Regions from separate parts of the Sus scrofa genome. Here region 1 is linked to region 2. The links are chromatin contacts, called in public Hi-C maps. All regions are on one chromosome and are shown on one strand. The core of a region is the stretch at or near the end of the contact, and the rest is flanking DNA. Distances in the headings are between cores, read along the strand shown.

Region 1 (5,538 bases), core at 1,728-4,227, 220 kb before region 2:
AGAGATCGAACCCATGCCACAGCAGTGACCTGAGCCACAGCAGTGACAATGCCTGATCCTTAACCAATAGGCCACCAGGGAACTCCCCAAGGTGTCATTCTGAATTGGAAAATGGGATTAAAATTTAAAAAAGAAAAATTTTAAAGTTGTGTTAATAACTGAAATGGAGACCAAGTAGCATGCATGCTGGCTCCATAGACAGCAATGAGGATGCATCACTTTAAGGCAGGGTTCCACCTTGAAAAAAAGGCAAGGAATCCAAAATGTGATGAGTATCTTATATACACCAAAACTGCTTAAAAATAAGATGTTAGCAATGGAAGTGGCCTAGAGGTGAAAATGCGCTTTCTGGGAATAAAAACAAATAGACCATAGACCAAAGATCAAATTCTGGACCTAGTGGTTTCCTGTCTGTGACTCTAACAAAATCAGCAGTGATTTGGAGAAAGAATTTTATCCATATGACACTTTTACCAACACTGAGTTCTCAACAAGAATCTCTTGTTAGGTGTTTGAAAAGTAAAAGTCATATTTTCATATATGAAGCGTTTTCAAACATTTAAAGTTTTCCCTCCAAGAATAATTATTAAATTTGGAGCATATAGGAAGAGTGAATCTACTAAGTCAAAAATAAAAACTAAAAAACATTTAAGTATATATCTTAGTGAAGTTTGCTCTTATGCTGAAATCTTCTGCTCACTTGTCAATATACTGAACATAAGATGGATTTTTTTTAAGTAACTTGAGATGAGGCTGTAAACATTTTCATTTCCTTTTATCTTATCATGCATTAACATATTTTGAAAAAAATGTCTTTACAGTTTACCGATTATGTTAGGAAAATCTGAAACTATTTACTTCCCTGGAAAATGCAATGCAAGTGGAATTACGTTTCTTGTCTTCATTAGAGCTACCTTTGACCTTCAATTATCTTCAAAAATATAATTTCAAATGAATACTAATTCAAAACGATTCCTTAGCTCAACCATTTTGAGGCTTTAATTCCACAGAAATATGACGTCTGCAGGGTTTGTAACACTGTTGAAAAGCCCAAATAAAGCACCAGTAGACTTTTAAGCTAATTATTTAAAAGTGTGTATAGAGATGAACTAAAACTGACTCATGAACTACTGAGCCTGGAATCTGCAAATCATAAATCTTATCCTTGTAAACAAAACCTAACAAAATCAGGGCCTGCTAATTTCCTTCTTTCGTAATCTGAAACAAAAGTTTTAATGACTTTCAATGTACATAGAAAATTAAGGGTGCCCATTAAAATATTTATTGGCAAACTATAACTCAGTTTTTAAGAGTCTCATGTACAATCAGAGAGAACTGAACACTCTGGTACTGCAATGTAAGAAAACATCCAAGAATAAAGCAGCGGGATTTTATTAAACTGTAGAACACAAATTTGCATTAGGATTTTTTGTTTATAATAGTGCTTCTTCCTCATTCCATCAGAAACTCCCATCCTCACGCCACCCTCGATATAAGACAATTTTTAAAAGTTCTCAATCCACTTCAAGTACTCTGAACTGTCCCATGGAGAACATGGTGCAAATTTCTTCTAAACAAAACTAAAGGGAAGTCTGCCTCTGGTCCTTGGTAAACAAAGTGTGTGCCTTAGAGCCACAGGGGCTGTCAGATCTTCTACAAGTTATTCCAAATCTATACAGTGCATCTCCAGGTCACCAAAGGGCAAAAGAGAGACATTAGGTATTAAAGATGAAAGGAACGGAAAATGATCCAAGTCTAACCACATCATTTCACAGATGCAGAGACTGAGGCCCAGAAAGGTCCAAAGACTCAGTTACCAGACCCTAGATGCAGCTCCTCAGTTCTGTAGATCAGAGGTACAAAATTTCTAACGTTTAAGGTCTCAGAGGTTTGGTACTTTCCATAATAAATCAGTAAGAACGCAATTCTTGCATTTTTTCTCTCCTCAAAACTCTCTAGAGATCAAGATCAGGTGGGTAGGGGATTTAGGATTTTAACCCTTCCTTTCCACCAAACGTAATGAACCTCTAAACCTGGAAGGCGGGGTTGTTCGGTTCAGGCAACATCTCCAGCACCTAGCACGCAGCACCAAGCACCAGTACCTAGCAGGCACTCGGTAAATACTCTGTCTTCCACCTGACAACCCCCACTCCCTGCCCCATCCACTCCAAGCCAGCAGTGGAGCCAGAAAACTTTCTTTTGCCAACGCTCCTTTTCTTGAAACTTTTTTTCAGTAACTCCAGGCCAAGAAGCCAGCCGACGTAGGGGCATGTGGCCTTTGCCAGGAGCTGAGGATGGGGTGTCCTGCCCTTTAGGGGCTGCTAAGCGATCCTGGGCCGGGAACCAGGTGTGCCCGCTGCTCAGAGGCCGCCCGGGCCGCGTCCTGACTCTGCCGATCACCAACTTCTCAAACTTCCCTTTCCGGGGGTGGGGGCGGCCAGGACTGCCGGCACGGCGCCCTTCCTTCCCGCACAAAGGGGGCCGGGTGCGCCCCGCGCCCCCCGCCACGGCCACTCTCCGGGTTTTTGGAAAAGAAAAACGCACACGTCCCCGCGCGGGGCGCCGGGCCGCGGGGATCGGGGACACGTCCCGGCTTCCGCCCGCGCTCGCAGCCCGGGCCACTGTCAAGCGCAACCCGGTGGGGACCCGGGGACCCCAGCGCCGAGACCGGGTAGGGGCCACTCACCCGACTTGGGAACGTGCGGCGGGATCGTGCTGGCGATGCGCGTCCACAGGACGACGTGCAGCGGCCACAGGCCCCCGAGCAGCCCCCGGCCCATGGCAGCCCCCGCCGCTCGGCATAGACCGGCCCGAGCGCGCCCGCTGCGCCTCCACCCGCGCCCTCCGGACCCGCGCCGGGCGCCGGCAGCGGTGCGGCCAGATGTGGCGCCGCCCGGCGCGCGCAGGGGTAGCAGCGGGCGAGGCGCAGGGGCCCGGGCGGCCGAGGGGGTGCGCGGGAGGCCGGCCCGGCCGGCGGGTGCGCGCGCGGGGTGTCGTCGGGCCGGGCGCGCGAGTGACTCACGACTTCTCCCTGGCGCTGCGGGGGAAACAGGAAACTCCTCGCCAACAGCTGGGCAGGACCTCTCGCCGCCCCGGAGCCTGCTCCCCCGGCCCGGCTCCCGGCCCTCGCCCTCCCTCGCAGCTGCCAATCACGTCCCCGGGACTGCCCCTCCGGGGCTCTGGCAGACTTTGAGCTACCCCTCGCTGCTGTTGCCGGTTCCTCGCTCGAGGACCTACTGTGGAGCGACCTAGTGCAAGGGTTACAGAAAGTCACTGAACGCAGAAAGCATGAACCCTTTCCAAAGCACCCCTGCGAAGCATTCTCCCCTCCCCACTACCCTTTTTGAGTTTGTTCTTCAGTGCTTTAGAACGGAGTTTTCAAACTCCCAGGGGCAACCCAGCAGTGGGTGCTGAAACCTGAGTTGTGAGCACGTTTTTGGTTTTCAAATAGAAGAGTATTGTCTCCTTAAACTTTTGTTTCAATTATGTATGCCTACACTGTCACATTGTGATACATGTTTGTTACTGAAGGAGAAAGTCCAAAACTTTGTCTCCAAGTTTAATGTACTTATGGACTCCCTGAAAGTCTCGTTAAAATGCGGATTCTGCCTCAGTTCCTCTAAGAGACAGCATTTTGATAAGCTCTTGGATGATATCTCCCATTTTGAACCGCCTTTTTTTCCTGGGGGTGACTCAGTGTGTAATTGTACATGGTAAGACATCACAGAGTGGTAACAGTGGAAAATGTTACCTTCATTGTGTGTCAGGTATGGCAGAAAGTGTGAAAATAGTGGCCTGGGACTCAGCTAAGTGCCAGGTCTTGCCTTCTAATGCTCTGTGACAGGAGAGAACCCTGAGTCTGTCCCCTGAAAAGGGGGACATTGGTGGTAGCAGAACAGGACCAACTTTAAACTTTCCCTACTTGCTAGGTTGACCAGGTTTGCCCCAAACCATTCTGATGTACATCTGTTCCAAAACTAAATTATTAATAGAACCCTTTTCTTGTTCCCATGTGTCTCAGTTGGATAATGACTTATATGCTCACCCTACTTTCAGCCTTCCAAGTACAGCGTTCCCATCAGGAGACCTTTCACAATAAACTCCTTTATCTGAGAGAAAACTTGTTTGCAGAGGCAGGTGGCCAGGCTTACGTAGAATAAAGGCAACTAACTCTCCCTGGAAACCCAACCCCTGAAATCTTCCCTATCAATCTACGTTCTTCTGCTTGATCCTGGAGCCTTAAGTCTTGTCACCATTGTTCCACCCAGCCCTGCAGCTGCCTCTGAATGTGTCTTTTAGGAAAAGACTACTTCCTAGCTCTTTAATTTAGGAGCAGGAAGTGTGGTGAAATCACCAGGGCTGGACATCTTCCTTCCCACCAGCAGCCTCGCCAAAGCCACTCAAACCATGGAGGAAAGTTGAGTTCAAAATCAGCTTCTCCCTGTTTCCTCCACAGCTACCACCCCTGCCACCCACCATCATCCCTTGAGCAGGGGTCTCCCAAGCACTTGTCCCCAGTTAGGGCCATTCTGGGCCTTTTCACTCAATTTCTCAAATCAGAGCAAAAAGTTGGATTTTCAAAAAGCAAACCTGATTATACCAACCCTTCTATTAAAATCACTCAATGGCTTCCTGCTGCTCTAGAGACAGGGAGAAACCAGATCCTTTAAGGTGATTTTGAGTCCCCTCCTGTCTTCCCTTGGGCTTCTCCTCTCCTGCTGAGAGCACCTCCAGGCTCCTAGAACGAGCCTCTGTTCCTCAGGCCCCAGCTTCACCCCTTCCCCCAGGCACATTTCCCCTCCTCTGTCTTTCCTTGCCTCTCCACCCAGCCAACTCCTGGTCTTACTGGGGTGAATTGTGACTTCCTTGATGGGTGAGCTCTCCCTGACCTCCCCTCCCAGCAGACATTTTATTATAGATTCCCTTGGCACCATCGGCCTGCCCACTACAGCTGTAGTTTTGTAATAATCTGTGCCATTCTTTCCTCTCCCTTCTCTTTGGACTCAAGTCCAGATTTCTTGAGGACAGGAGTGATATCTTAGCTTCCACTCACTACTGTATCCCCAGGACCTAGATATTTAATAGGTATTTGTTGGATAAATGAACAAAGGAGGCCCTCAAGATTCATAAAAAAAAAAATGGAATTAATTTCCTCAATAACTCAATAAATTAATCATTCTAATGATTTTATAACTCAGGGAAAGGCATTCTAATACCTAACAAATTGAGATATAAACTGACTAGAGGATGATGTCATACTACTTCCTTTTCTTAAAAATGGAGAAGTAGGTGGTTTTGTTTTTTGGGTTTTTTTTTTTTTTTCTTTTCTTCTAAATTCACCCCAAGTTCCTCTGGAGAGTATACATACACTTCCTTATTCCCCAAAATACATGGAGGCAAATAAATGCTCAATTGACTCCAAAGGCCTTCTTTTTTATATTTGTTGCAAAGAACAAATGTTTTACATTGTTATCAGCCAGATTTGAGGTATCTGATTCTGTGGTGGAATATTTAACTGGTGGTCTCTGTCTTCATATA
Region 2 (5,786 bases), core at 1,241-3,740:
CAACCAGGTCCCCATGTTTTCCAGCCCTGGGACACCTGTAATATGTCCCCAGGACCTGGTGACATGGAAATGGGCCTCCCTGTCCTGCCCTTTGCACCCTACCTCACTTCCCTGCATGTTTACTTCAAATTAGAAAAGACAGTAACCATTAGTTTAATATTTTTCAGTTGCGTGCCATCTGGAAACAGTGGGGGGGCATAGATTGAGTTATTCTTTCAAATTAATGTTATTTGCATCAGAGATGGATTGAGTAGTCACCAACTCAAAAGCTAGCTGGGGGTGCATCACTGTGGAACAAAAACATTATTGGTAACATGAAAAAGAAGAGAGCTGTGTTCACCAACACTCCCTTGGAGAGAGAATACTGCTCACCAGAAATGAGGTAAACAATACCAATATAAGTATGCAGAGACAGAAGGATGCAGGAAATATGGATTCTATGTGGTTGGAAGGAATTCTTAGCTTGAAGTGGGGTTAAGCCCACAAGGAAACTGCTCAGGTAACAACAGATTATCATTGATCAGCTCTGGGAACAGGGAGGCTTCCTAGGTCTGCTCTTGATCTGTGCTGTATCGTAGAAATTCCTCGAAGTTTCTATTCTATAGCTGGGGTCATTTTTCTAGATCCCAGGGCTGATAAAATACTTCTTCTTTCTATTTTTATATTCACTTGGACTTTGTAGTGGATCTCTAATGATTTAATCATATGATTTTTTTCAAGTTGCCACACTATTTGGATCTATCTATTCACAGACTTGAAAAATCTTGGCTTTCTTAAAAAAAAAATCCTGATTTTCATGTATAAACATCGACACACATTTCAGACTCCAAGATGAATTTGTTTCCAGAGTTGATTAAGCTGTACTGTTAAGGGCATGATGATATATTGGAAAAGTTTTAGGCAGTAAGTATATCAGCATACCAGGAAGAAGTTCTAAGCATGGCTTGACTTTGATGTTCCCAGGTTTTTTGTTTTTGTTTTTTCTTCTCATGGCCACAAGCACAGCATATGGAAGCTCCCATGCTAGGGGTCGCATCTGAGCTACAGCTGCCTGTCTACGCCACAGTCAAGCAATGCTGGATCTGAGCTGCATCTGAGAGCTATGCTGCAACTTGCAGCAACACCAGATTCTTAAACCACTGAGCAAGGCCAGAGATTGAACCCACATCCTCAGGGATACTATGTTGGGTTCTTAACCTGCTGAGCCACAACAGGAATTCCCAATGTTCCCAGGTTTTTTATGCTTCCCACAAAAGATATAAAATCACCCAAGCTTGTTCTTTAGAAATGTAAGAAGTGGGAAAACAAATAAAAAAAATTGATACAACACTGTAAATCAACTATACTATTATAAAAATAAAATAAAATAAAAGAATAATTGTAGCTGGATATTAGGCCTCAGCACCAGTATTTTTTGTAAATTTGTGAAAGAACACATGGACAATTCCCTCATCCTCTTGTAGCTCAATTTCCCTTCTTTTTTTTGATCAGTGTTCCACTTTATTTATTTGTCATTTGGTGGTATTTGTTGTTTTTGTTTTTATTTTATTTTTTATTAAAGTATAGTTGATTTACATAGTTTCAGGTATACAACATAGCAATTCAATATTTTTAATAGATTATACTTCATTTATTTATTTTTAAAATTTTATGGGAGTATAGTTGACTTACAACTTCGTGTTAATTTCAAGGGTTCAGCAAAGTGACTCGGTTATACACTTACACACATCCATTATTTTTCAGATTCTTTTCCCATCGAGGTTATCATAGAATATTTAGGAGAGTTCCCTGTGCTATACAGCAGGTCCGTGTTACTCATCTAGTCCATGTCTAGTAGTGTGTATATGTTAATCCCAGACTCCTGATTCATTTTTCTAATTTTTCAAAATTGGTGTGACCATACCTAACTTAGGGTATTCTCATGAGGACAAATCATTACCTGATGCATAGTAACTCCCTGTTAAGTGGAAACAGTTATTCTCATTAGAACTTTCATGTAGTAGTAGATTTTTGAGTTGGTTTTTAGAACACCAAATGTGCTCAAATTTACCCAGAAGGAATAAATACTATAAATAGCAGCAGCAACACAAAACTCCACTGGAATGGATCTGTGACAATTACATGATTAATACAAATGCTGGAGGTTTTCCCATCAGGAAACCGTTTATAGCATTGAGGCAATTTTCAAATCAAACCAATCGTGTTCAGATTTTCCCAGATATTACAGATATCAAAGAGCTGTGCTGCTTGAATTTTTGTCAGAGCTATTAGTTCTCAGGACTGCATTCAAGAATAGCTTCCTCTGTGGTTCCTTCCCATCACACCCTCTTGAAATCGCTGTTACTCTTGTGTCATGTTGACCCTGTCCCCTTGTTCCCTGGAATCTTCCCTTCCTCTGGGGAGTGTTGTTCTGCCTTGGGTACCAGGGGCCCAGCAGGCTCAGCCTCACCACTGCTTCCCAGGTAGGCTGCTCCCTCCCCTGCAGTTAGATGGAGGTTTCACCCCATCTGCTCACCTAATGAAAAAGGTTGCTGCCTCTTTCACATCTGAGAGCTCATGCCCATAACAGGAGGCATGGATTCAACCCGGTGGGAAGACTCTGGGAGAACAGTCTAGCAGGGGAGATCAATAAGATAGAACACAGGAGCCTTCTGGCTTCATTTAACCTTATCTCAAAAACCAAGGCAGGTATCTTCCTACTAGAAGCTAAGCGATTGAGGTGATGCTTTTAGATATGAAGTTTGTCTTTTGAAGGATAACATATCAAGGATGCGTTTTGAAGGATAACACGTCATTTTTGAAGGCTTCCTGAAACAGGGAGGTGTGGGTTTGTGTATGAGAAGGGATAATGGAAAAAACTCATATTATAGTCAAAGTAGAAAACAAATATGACTAATAGAGTCTTTAAGAAGTTATTTAACTGTTCTTACCAATATTTCTAGCATTAAAGACCTGAAATTATCAGATTATTAGCCCCTCATGGGAATGAGGGATGCCTCAGGAAATTCAAATGATAAGCAAACCCTCTGGGTGTATTTAGAATTTGATTAAAATACACTTACATATATTAGGTGTAGAGGGCAAAATAAAACAGGCTCTCAGATCTAATATATTAGGGAAATGTACACTGCTTTTGGAGAAAAGAAATTAAAACACATGTGCACACACACACACAGCTGAAACTCATTTGGGAGCTTCTGTTTGACATTAAATCCTAGATGGATATGCTTATTTCTTTCATCATCTCCCCTAACCTGTTCCTTTTCTGGCATTTCTTATCTGGAATGCAACCATCTTTTCCCCCAGTTATAAGACCCAGGAGTGTAGGAATCATTCTAGATTTCAAGCTCTGACTTCCTTCTCTATCCAGTCCGTCACCAATGCTGTCTCCTTTTAGCCCCTGAACTGCTCGCCAGCCATCTCACCCTGCCCTCCCCCTCCTTCTGACTTTGGTTCCGTTCCAGCCTTTGCCTGGATGATCAACAGGACTCTACCTGATCACCTGGCTTTCAGTTTTGTTTCATCCAAGCACATCATCATTTACATACAACATCTAGTCACTCCTAAGACAGAACATGGTCAAGTCTTTCCTCAGCTTTAAGCCCTTAAATAGTATCTTAGTGGTAATTAGAGACAACGGACTGCCTAGGATGGCACCATAAGATTTGCACATAAGGGAGTATGTATATAGATTTTCTTTTTTAGGGATATTGGTAGTCATGGAGAACTGGGAGCAATTTGAGCTTCCACCCTTGAGTGGATGGGAAAAAACCCAGTAGTGGGTATAAACCCCAAGTACTAGATAGCAATGGGAAGCAATGGATAATAGATATATGTGAGAACATGAATGGATGATGTAATTAGAGAAGTGCTGAGTGCAAAAATAAGAAATAAATGAGATATAACAACACTATTTATATAATTTAAAAATACAACACAAAACTATCAGTATATACCTTGAAAGAACACATACAAACAGAAAGATACATAGCTGACCCTCTGTATCCAAGGGTTCCACAGCAATAGATTGGACCAACCAAGGATCCGAAGTATTCAGAAAAAAATTCCAGAAAATTCCAAAATGCAAAACTTGACATGCCATTCATTAGCAACTATTTACATAACACTTACATTGTATTAAATGTGATAGGAAATCTAAAGATGATTTAAAATATGCAAGAGGATGTACTCAGGTTCTACGCAAATACTTCATTTTATGTAAGGGATTTGAGGATCTTTGGAATTTGGTATCCAAAGGCTCCTGGAATCCATCCCCCACAGCTACTGAGGGACAGCTACACATGTGAAGATTCAGAATCATTGCCAAAGGTAGGGAAGGGGAATAGAATGAGACTGGGAAATGAGGATTAAAGCGAAAAAACTTAAAATTATGAAACAAGGTAATATACGTGAACTAATGATAAAAATGTGGCCCACATTGAAGATAATCACTAACTTCACTTTGAACCCAAGATTTGAAAAAGAGAAAAAACGGGCCAAGTCGCATTCCAACTGTCTTAACCACTGCCCCCCTCACTCCCCCCTCCAACACACTAATACAGTGAGAAGGGCAGGGTGCTGGGTGATGGAGGGCTCCGTATCTTTATTCAGAAACCATTTTATTTGCTATTTTTATTGATCAGAGATATTTAATTGCCAAATAGGCTCTGATAAATGCAACCATACCAGGTTGGGATAATTCCAATGCAAAAGAATATTCTGCTTTACTCAGACTGAATGTCCCTAGCAAGAGTTTTCAATTATTGATTACAATTTGTCCATCCTCCTTACTATTTATGTTAAACTGAGGCTCCCAGTTTGAAAGCTCATGTTTTTCAGTAAATTGCTCAAACCTGTGGCAGTCATGAATTCTCCTAATTACATTCTGGGGGTGGGGGGAGTTTTAGGCTTTGTAGGGGCCATAAAGTAGTCTAGAATGAGGCAGGATTGGAAAAAGGTAAACATGGCTGTGTGGGAGAGGAGAAGGTAGCCATGAGAAAAGTTATGTTTGCTAACAAAATAATTCATGCTACATGGAATGTCTATTTCATTATTTTTTGTATCTTTTTCTACATTTCATATGCATTTTTAAAAATTATAGTTAATTTATGATGCTGTGTTAGCTTCTAGTGTACAGCAAAGTGATTATGTTATACATACATACACATATATATATGCATTGTTTTAAAGTTCTTTTCTATTATAGGTTATTATAAGATAGTGAATATAGTCTCCTGTGCTACACAGTAGGTCCTTTTCAGTTGTATATTTTTATATATAATAATGTGTATCTGTTGATTCAAAATTTCTAATTTATCCCTCTCCCCCTTTCCCATTTGGTAACCATAAATTTGGTTTCTATGTCTGTGGGTCTGTTTCTGTTTTGTAACTAAGTTCATTTGTATCATTTTAAAAAATCAGAAATTCCACATAAAAGTGATATCATATATTTGTCTTTGTCTTACTTCACCACTTAGTGTGATAAGCTCTAGTCCATCCTTGTTGCTACAAATAGCATTATTTCATTCTTTTTTTATGGCTGAGCAATTTTCCATTGTGTGTGTGTGTACCACATTTTCATGTATATATGGCTAAATAGTATTCCATTGTGTATATATATTACATCTTCTTAACCCAATTATCTGTTGATGGGCACTTGAGTTGTTTCCATGTCTTGGCTATTGTAAATCATGCCGCCATGAACATTGGGGTGCATGTATCTTTTTGGTAGTTCATTATCTTTTAAATGCTTTAGTAATTCCTTAATTGCTCTATGAAAATAGGAA

Evidence for each region. Hi-C and Micro-C count contacts between places; a contact is called where the count stands out from the background.
Region 1: a contact with region 2 is called in a Hi-C map of retroperitoneal adipose tissue, with 1.8 times the contacts expected there. The contact joins the promoter of TGFBR2 here to the enhancer-like site in region 2. A contact is called at or near these places in 6 of 47 Hi-C or Micro-C datasets (embryonic fibroblasts, fetal heart ventricle, heart right ventricle and 1 more) and 2 of 2 datasets of contacts at active chromatin or transcription factors (alveolar macrophages and skeletal muscle).

The regions. Positions count from the first base shown.
Region 1 is chr13:16,781,809-16,787,346 of Sscrofa11.1, reverse strand. It overlaps TGFBR2 (TGF-beta receptor type-2), which reads right to left and starts at 2,977. Exons shown (of 7, transcript XM_021071493.1): 1 at 2,687-2,977. The coding sequence starts at 2,780.
Region 2 is chr13:16,556,410-16,562,195 of Sscrofa11.1, reverse strand. No RefSeq gene overlaps it. Among named protein-coding and RNA genes, the nearest start is that of TGFBR2, 230 kb to the left of the region's middle. Within about 2 kb of position 2,490, at least 2 of the 83 cell types and tissues checked have an H3K27ac peak or open chromatin away from gene starts, as enhancers often do. A contact at or near this core is called in retroperitoneal adipose tissue, where this site is marked.